Linked DNA regions of Hordeum vulgare: region 1 is linked to region 2. Evidence: chromatin contacts called from public Hi-C data. All regions are on one chromosome and are shown on one strand. The core of a region is the stretch at or near the end of the contact, and the rest is flanking DNA. Distances in the headings are between cores, read along the strand shown. Region 1 has its middle 6.7 kb from the start of LOC123403224. Region 2 holds the start of LOC123401913 (coumaroyl-CoA:anthocyanidin 3-O-glucoside-6''-O-coumaroyltransferase 2-like).

Region 1 (4,551 bases), core at 267-2,766, 180 kb after region 2:
AGATCGTTTGAAATGTCCTAGATGCTCTAAGGCATAGTTAGTTTGCTGCTGTCGGTCTGCTATGTGCCTATATAAACAATGTCATGCATGACATCGTTTTGTAATCACCCAAAAACTGAAAGGCAATACAAAAGATGTCAACATCGTGTTGGTATGGCTATGTGTGTATTTTGATCCCAGTGTTTGTGCCAACGCGGACAAGATATCTAGTGGTACAGCTAGTTCGTGTATGTTAGGCGTACACGACAAATTGAAATTTCACGAGATTACATGTTCAAACCCTGGGAAAAGCTAATGTATCATTGTGTTTGCAAGCAATATTTGGAGCCAAAAACAAGGGGGCGCGGGGGGGGGGGGGGGGGGGGGGGGGGGGGGTCTGACGGTGCCTATATGCTACAAAATGGCGATGAAATTTCTGCCAAACGGCTTACCAATGATTCTGGACACGGTGCAGAATGGCTTGGAAATGAAGTAAATTTAATTACCAAATTGTAGCACCTCTTCTCATGTATGAATACTTACCTGAATAGAGCTTGGATGCCTTCATTTTTGGTGTGCTGATCATTTATCACTTTAACTTCTTAGATTCACAAAAAATGATATTATTTATAACTAACTCATGCTTTTGACATTTGAAGATGCTACAAGAAATCATTGCTTGAGTGGCCAACTAGGCTTACACTAATGAAGTGGGTCGTTAGAGGGCGTCTGTTTCTCCACCAAGATTCAAATGTAAACATAGTTCATAGATAGAGATCTCAAAACACGAAACATTGGTCTTTGAATACTGTACTAGCAGTGTATTCTTGAGGGATATTTGGAGCCACAAAGAAGAGGTGCCCCCTTCCCTCAATTAACATGAGACCTACTCAATTCTCGACTAAGTGATTGTTAGGAGAAGACATGTTGATTTGTCGTTGTCCAGGAAAAAAAGAAGGCAATAAAAAATGATGCAAGAAGGATAACCAAAAGAGGTTAACCACTGGTGGTGACCTAGTCATTTAAGTTTAAGCCCTAAATAGACATACATGTAGATTCGCCTCAAGAATCTTCTAGTAATACATACATTTTTTTTATTTTTGTAGCATCTGAAAAAGACGCACCTTTACTCTATACAAATTTGAAAAAATAGAAATTCATTTGGTCATGTCAATATATGAATTATTTAAAAAATATTCATGTAATTAGAAAATATATACTTTTTTAGAAAATTTCCATTAATGTCAAAACAAATGTACATATACCTTATTTATTTTAGATAACTTTGTCAAATTACAGCATGAACATAATAAAAAGTTGAGAAACTTTAAAAATAAATAGATACAAGAAAGTCATGACATTAAAAAAACAATATAATAAAAAAGCCAAAAAAAAGGGGGCAACACCAGTGGCCGGCCATCAACGATTGCACAAATGCCTTTGGTCTTTTCTTAGGATGGATAATGGGATTCACTGAATTTCTTAGGGGACCTCCTATGTGCCGCTTACTGCGGCAAAGAGGCGAAGCATCGCACAGGGAGACGGGTCCAACAGCAGCGAGCCGCACAAGGACGACCGAACCCGGCCCGGCCCATTAGTCTGTATCGTGTCGCTGCATCCAAGACAACAGCAGCGAGCCGCACAGGGGCGAGCGAACTGGGGCCGGCCTATTAAGCTGTATCGTGTTTCCCTTTTTTGTACGCTTGTAAGCAAGCCCTGTAGTATGTCTCTAACAAAATGTCGGAACAAATTATGAAAAACAAGAACACAAAACTGAAATACTTAAGCTATTTTGAAAAAGAATTGAAATTCCAATTTTTTCAAAAACATGAAGAAATTTTAGAGACAGGAACAAAGTTTGAAACATAACTTTTTTTTGAAACAACAACACAATTTAAATTCCAGACATATTTTTGGAAAATGTAAAAAATGAAAACGCGAACAAAATTTTAAAATCCAAACTCTTCCGACGTTTCAAACATTTTTCAACATAGCAAACAAAAATTGGAAGTTTCAAACATTTTTTAGAACTTGAACAAAATTTCGAAGATTTTCCGAAAACATGAACAAAATATAAAATTCCAAACATTTATAGAAACTGCAAATAATTTTTGAAAATGTGACCAAATTTGGGGTTACGATTTTTTTGAATTGTGACTGAAAATGCGGAAAAATAATTTTTGAAATTATGAACAAAGTTTTGAAAATCAGGAACTTTTTTGAATTTGTGAAACAAATTTTAGAAATGGGAACCAAATTTCAACTTCTCAACATTTTTAGAAATCCAGACAATAATTACAGAAAAATGAAGCATTTTTTCAAACATGCGAACTCTTTATGAAAATCATGATCATTTTAGGAAATTTTGAACGAAATTGATTAAAAAATGAACATTTTCTGAACATCTGAGCAAATGTTTAAATAGAGAACAAAAGTTGTGAAAGCCAAACATCTTTCCAAATAGGAAACCAAATTTTGAAAATCATGAATAATTCGTAAACATTATTTTGAACAAAGAATATTTTTTCTCAAAATGTGAACAATAATTTGATTATCTAAATATTAATTGAAAATTTACGAACATTTTTAAATTTGTGAAAAGAATTTATAAAATTGCGAAGAATTTTTAATTTCTCAACATTTTCAGAAACCAAGACAAAAATTACAAGAAAGAAACATTTTTTCAAACGTGAGAACCTATTAAGAAAATTATGAATAAAACTGAATTAACAAAAACATTTCTTGAACATCTGAGCAAATTTTAAAACCAAGAATAAAAGTTGGAATAGGCAAACATTTTTTCAGATGGGCAAAAAAAATTGAAAATCAAAAATCAAATCAACATCTAAGAAATTTTTGAAACCAAAAACAAAAGTCGGAATAAGCAAACATTTTACAAATATGCAAAAACATTGAAAATCATGGAATTTTTTTTAATTTGTAATAAAAATTTTGAAAATAAATAAAAACCTAAAACAGAAAAACGTACAAATTCAAAAATTGTAAAACGAAATTTTAAAAATAAACCAAAATTAAAACAAAGAAATTAAAAAAATTGAAAAGATAAATGAAATAAAAAAATAAAAAATCCAAAATAAACCGCTAAAAAATCCTTCTGAATTTTTTCGCAAAACCGGCTGCCACGTTATGGGAATGGGCTGTCCCAATTCTCACGCTCGTGGGATCGTGTGTGCAAAGCCCTGGTAATTTGATGTAAAGAGCATCAAATGGAAGTCACTAGTTAGCGAGTGCTCTTTTCGGAGCCTCTTAAAGAGCACTTCCACGCGCTGTCGCTTGGCGCGTTTACAGTCGTCGTCACGGGTCACGTTCTGAACGCTTTCTTGGAATTTTATTTTTTTCCGCATGCGTTTTCGGCTTTTTAGATTGTTTTTTTTTGTGTTTTCATTTTTCATTGGTCGTTCTTAGTTTTTTTATGAGAAACATTCATTTTTTTTGTGAAAAAACACTTTTTTTGTTTCTTTTCACGAGAGGCATGTTTTGCCTCCGCGAGAGGCACGATCATGCCTCTCGAAAAAAAATGTTTTCTATTTTTTTGACGAGAGGCATGGTTTTGCTTCCGCGAGAGGCACGATCGTGACTCTCGGAACGGGAAAAAACGTGTTTTTTGTTTTTTGCAAGAGGCATAGTCTTGCTTCCGCGAGAGGCACAGTTTAGCTTCCCGTGAGAGGCATGATCGTGCCCCTCGAAAAGGAAAAAAAATGCGTTTTCTGTTCATTTTGTTTTTGCAAGAGGCACGGTTTTGACCACGAGAGACACGGTTTTGCTTTTGTGACAGGCACGTCCGTGCCTTTCGGAAAGGGAAAACTGCATTTTTTTCGAGAGGCACGATTTTACTTCCGTGAGAGGCATATTTTTACTTTCGTGAGAGGCACGGTCGTGCCTTTCGAAAATTGAAAAAATACGAAAAAACATGTTTTTTTGTTTATTCTATCACGGGAGGCATGGTTTTTTGGCCGGTTTTTTTGTGAAAAAAAAGTACTTCAAAACTTATCAACATGGGATCTAGTTTTGAAAATCTTGACACGAGAAATCCAATGGTGAAACAGTTCGAGATTTGTACGCACAATTTAGGAGATAAAACTTTTTAAAAAAACGAATCTACGAAAAAGGGAATACTCCTATGTTACGACAATTGGCGCACATGCAGTGCGCCACTTGTCGTGACCTAGGAGTTGAAGTGATCTTTAAAAAGAATACTTGCTAATTAGTGATTTCGACATCAAATAAGGAATTCCCTTTCTTTGCTGCCAGACACAAGATCGGGTCATATATAGTGGGCTGATAGTCGACTGGACTGGTAACCATGTTTTCCCTCACGTTGACGGCATGCCGATGTCATGTATGTAATTTTTCTTTGTCTCAAAAAATGTATGTATTTTTTTATTCTTCTTTTGTTTATATTGAAAAAATGCATATATTACAAAAATATAATGTACTCCCTCCGTTTTTAAATATAAGTCTTTTAAGCGATTTTACTAAGGGTCTACATACGGAGCAAAATGATTGAATTTATATTCTAAAGTATGTCTATATACATCCGTATGTAGTCCA
Region 2 (4,658 bases), core at 1,683-4,182:
AACTAATTACACCCATTACCAAAGCCTCATTTCAAATTTAGCATCCAGTCTCTCATATGTACATCTCATATTATACTCCCTCCGTTCCTAAATATAAGTTTTTTTAAAGATTTCATTAAAGGACTACATACAGAACAAAATGAATGAATCTACACTTTAAAGTATGTCTACATACATCCGTATGTAGTCTCCTAGTGAAATCTCTAAAAAGAATTATATTTAGGAACGGAGAGAGTACTAGTACAAAAGCAATTGCAATTTTGCAATATGACCAATAGTCTCTTTTTTTTTGATCTTGCGGTGAGCACCAGCATGATCTTCTTCCTTCTCATAGATGGTGTACGCCATCACGGAAGCATGAGCCTAACTGCGCCATGTCGGTCTCCGGCAGCACGACGCCGACCTCAATGCCACGTCGCCTGTGCCCTCGCCAGCGACTCGGTGCCTAGGGTCTTGTCTATGGACACAAGCTTCATCTTTCTTGGCTTGGTTATGCAACGAGATTTGATGTCAGATGCTTCAAATCCAAGCAAAGGTTTAACGACGATGACTACAACTTCAGGACGTTGATCTTTAGAGGCACGCACACAAAGACTTCATGGCTATCATCAGCAAGATCAAGTTGGCTTCGGTAGGGAAGCGACGACATTGACGCGTCGACAACTCGTTCTAGCTACAGACTACAGTACTGGCTCGGACTCTCAATATAATATCTATTATGTTTGAGATACTTTGTACTTTAAAAAGTTTTTTAATAATATAATACAGATCTGATTATTTTTTAAAAAGTTTTCACCGACAAAAGAACATTCTTGCTAGTGGATGTGATCATGTAAACGGGGGTGATCTCATTAGGTTTGGCCTAGCTGTGATGCACCGCCGATAGCTCATCCCATCCCATGATGCATACACACAACGAACATTGTTGGTGGGAGACATTTCCAACCAAACCCTTTGAGATTTGGCACCGACCGGAAAATGATTCGAGTCCGTTGCTTCTTCTCTCAGTTACCACAACTAATTAACACCATTAACATAAGCCTCATTTATTTTGAAGTATCCGCTTCTCCCAAATATACTTACATTTCATAATAACAATATACGAGGAATGGCAATTTTGCAATTCTCCTCTTGTACCACCAGCACGATCTTCTTCCCTTCTCATAGCTGGTGCAGGCCGTCGGAGAAGCATGACGCGAAGCGCGCCATGTCGGCCTCCGGCAGCGCGACGCCGACCTCGATGCCGTGCTGCCCGCCGGTGCCCTCGGCAAGCGACACCGTGCCGGGCGTCTTGTCGATGGACACCAGCTCCACCTTGCTCGGCCGGCCGAGCCCGAAGTCGGTGTCGTACACGCCGTACCGCGGCGAGCCGCCCACGGACATGGGCCGCCGCGGCACCAGCGACAGGATCTTCTGGAACCACCCCTCGGCGCCCGCCAGCACGCCGTCCCCGTCCAGTGCGCGGATGGCCGCGCCGATCGCCGCTGCGGCCGTGGTCACCCCGTCCGCGCCGAGCAGGTCGCGCGTGCCGACCTCCACGAAGCAGGGCCGCAGGCAGTTGCCCAGATACTCCTGCGGGACCGGTGGGGACAGGCGGCGCCGGCACTCCACGGAGAAGAGCAGGTGCGCGCGCTCGTCCGTGGGGGCGTTGCCGTCCGTGGAGCGCGCCAGGCAGGCCCACGCGAACGCGCACGCCACCGTGAACGCCGAGCAGTGCGGGGTGGCGTCCTTGGCGTCGGCGGCCACGCGCTGCTTCATCTTGTCGATGCAGCCGCGGGCCAGCGTGAACGACCGGATGACCAGCTTGGGCGGCGGGCCTGCCGGCACCGGTGGCGGAGGAGGAGGCCCGTTGGCCGCTAGCTGCCGCATTTCGTCGAGCGTCCTGGCGGCAAGCCCTCGGGGGTCCGCGATGACCGCGCGGTCAAGGAACGGCGGGGGCGGCAGCGCAGCGCCGGAGTCCTCCCCACCGGCAGCCAGCCGGCAGTGGCCGGCCCAGGTCTTGACGAAATGCATGTAGCTCGAGTCATCGCAGGCGACGTGGTGTATCGACACGCCGACGGCGACCCCGCGCCCGGCGAACACGGTCACCTGGACGGCCGCGAGCGCGAACCCGCCGTCCTCATCCTCAACCACCGGAAGCCGCGGCACGAGCGAGTAGAGCCGGGCGACGTCGCGGGGCCCGTCGCCGGAGAGCTCGTCGAAGTCGTCCTCGCTCTCGGCGACGGTGAGCTCGACGGCGCCACCACCGGCCCCTCCTCCCGCGGGGCAGAAGAACTCGTACCCGGCGCCGTCCGGGCAGGGCCGGACGCGGCCGAGGAGGGGGTAGAACTTGCCCAGCGCGGCGGAGAGGGAGGAGACGAGGCGGGGCAGGAGGGCGGCCCTGAATTGCTCGGCCGGGTGCGGGTACGGGTAGAAGAAGACGCGCTCCACGGGGCCGGTGAAGATCCAGGGCACGTCGAAGAAGGTGAGCGGCAGCGCGCCGCCGCCGCCCTCCGCCGCGACGGCGAGCGTGTCGAGGACCCTGGTGGCCATGGGAAGGAGCTCGATTCGAGATCCCCGCGTGCTCCCCTGCTCTTCTCGGCGGCGTTGGTGGAGGGGGGAGAGGAAAGATGGGAGCTTTAGCGATTCAGATCCACCAAACTCACGCACTATACCAAACAAACAAACCAAATCGTTGGTTGCTGGTGGTTGGCAAAGGAGCTCGCTTTCGCTCCCTCCCTCCGTCTCTCTGTCCGTCGGTCACTGTCGTGTGTCTTCCTGTTGTTTATTGCTGTCATGTCATGGCTGCTGCTGATGGCTCTGCTTTCTGAATGTGCACAACAGTGCTGAACAATCACACAATGAGGACGGAAGGCAGTGCTGTCAGTAAGCGATGGCAGTAAAGGTTCAGAGAATAAGCTGACAGTCACATGAAAATTCTTCTCAAATATCCTCTTGATTTTTTTCTTGTGAGTTGTGACTGTAACCTACAAGCTGTTTTAGGGCGGCAGTTAATCAGGTCAATGGTGTGGTTATGCCAGTTAGGTTAGGTTAGGTTAGTAGATATCTAATTTCAGAGAACAAATGTTGACAGTAGTGTATGGTTTGGCAGATGTGCTTGTTACAATCAATCATGGATGGATCTGAAGCTGTTTCTTTCTGGCTTTCAGCTCTCCTCGTCTCCACAGGAAACGAATCTGTCAGAGTTGCATGATTTTGTCAATCGGATCATTAGCAGATGCCATGGCCTTGAGGGCCACCATTGCCACTGAAGCAATTGTGAAGAGGACTGGTGAAGGAAATGGCAAGGCTATCGCCAACTGCAATGTGTGAGCACAAATGGAAATTACTTCCACGTGAAGGGATGGGCTACCAACCAAGTAGACTAGAAGAGAACCCAAATTATATGCTGTCTATGTTCTCTCTTCGATATTTTATTTACACTTTGTATTAACCAACACCATGTTTAAAATGGCTATATTGCACCACATAATTATGCAGCAAAATCGTCTTTTTGCTAAACTCTCATCACACAAACACTTGTTGGAAAATACTATAAGGATGTTGATTTAGAACCATTATCAATATCCAGAATCAATAATTAACGCAAATTTATCTACATTAATGAGTAACTATCCTATTACTAACACACATATTTTCAATGTACAAATTCCTTAAAACCTCCGCAATCAGGGACAAGAATCAACATTATTGCCACTTTTGCAACTTTTTTCAAAAGCTCACCCTCTCTAGGCAACACTGGTGGAAAAAAGGCCTTTGGTCGCGGTTCGCAACTGCCATTAGTCGCGGTTGCGCAACCGCGACCAACTAAGCGCGACTAAAGCCCCCCACCTTTAGTCGCGGTTTCTTAAGAACCGCGACTAAAGGCCCGTCCACGTGGGCGCCAGGCGGCCGTCGGGGCGGAGGACCTTTAGTCGCGGTTCTTCTGGCCAACCGCGACTAAAGGCCGCCACAGGTTTAGGGTTTTAGCGCGCGCGCCCCCCCCTAAACCTGTTTTCTGTTTAATTTGTATTGTTTTATTTCTTTTGTGCTTTATTTTAATTTTGAAGGAATTTCATATATTCTACGGTACTACATACATGCATATGAATGTACAATTTCAAACAAATTTGAAATTAGAACCAAAAAGAATTCAAGAGGAATATACAATATATATTCAATATCATCCGATGACCATATACAATTTTGAACAAGTTTCCATACATAATTTAATGCATATAAAGTTCTACGTCCTCGTAATGGTGTTCTCCTTTAGGATGGAGGACTTCCCTGCTGAACCATCCAGCTAGTTCCTCTTGAAGTGGTCGGAAGCGAGCTTCTGGACTAAGCATCATCCGGAGGTTATTCCTCCCCGCATTGGTATCACTCGGAACCCGCTCAGAGGTGTATCTCCGGATCATCTCACAGACATAGTATCCACATAGATTGGTCCCCACTGGCTGAATATCCCCAGCATTCTTAGGCTTTGACCTTTTGAATTCTAGCTCTTTTTTGAATTCACCGACCTTTGTATCTACGAACCGTCTCCAAACCCTACGAGGCAAAGAAAATTAAATGAACAAGAGAGTTATTAGTTACTTGATATTAGGAAATGAACGAAATAGGCCGATCGATATAGAGCGCAAATGAATGAAAATAATTACTTCTGCAGCATTCTT

What was found. A called contact is a pair of places that touch in the nucleus more often than the background predicts.
Region 1: a Hi-C map of leaf shows a contact between it and region 2, with 6 times the contacts expected there. The contact joins the enhancer-like site here to the promoter of LOC123401913 in region 2. A contact is called at or near these places in 2 of 6 Hi-C or Micro-C datasets (both in leaf).

The regions. Positions count from the first base shown.
Region 1 is chr6H:555,124,450-555,129,000 of MorexV3_pseudomolecules_assembly, forward strand. No RefSeq gene overlaps it. Among protein-coding and RNA genes, the nearest start is that of LOC123403224, 6.7 kb to the right of the region's middle. Within about 2 kb of position 1,517, at least 3 of the 3 cell types and tissues checked have open chromatin away from gene starts, as enhancers often do. A contact at or near this core is called in leaf, where this site is marked.
Region 2 is chr6H:554,944,807-554,949,464 of MorexV3_pseudomolecules_assembly, forward strand. It overlaps LOC123401913 (coumaroyl-CoA:anthocyanidin 3-O-glucoside-6''-O-coumaroyltransferase 2-like), which reads right to left and starts at 2,933. Exons shown (of 1, transcript XM_045095778.1): 1 at 993-2,933. The coding sequence starts at 2,532. The coding sequence ends at 1,162.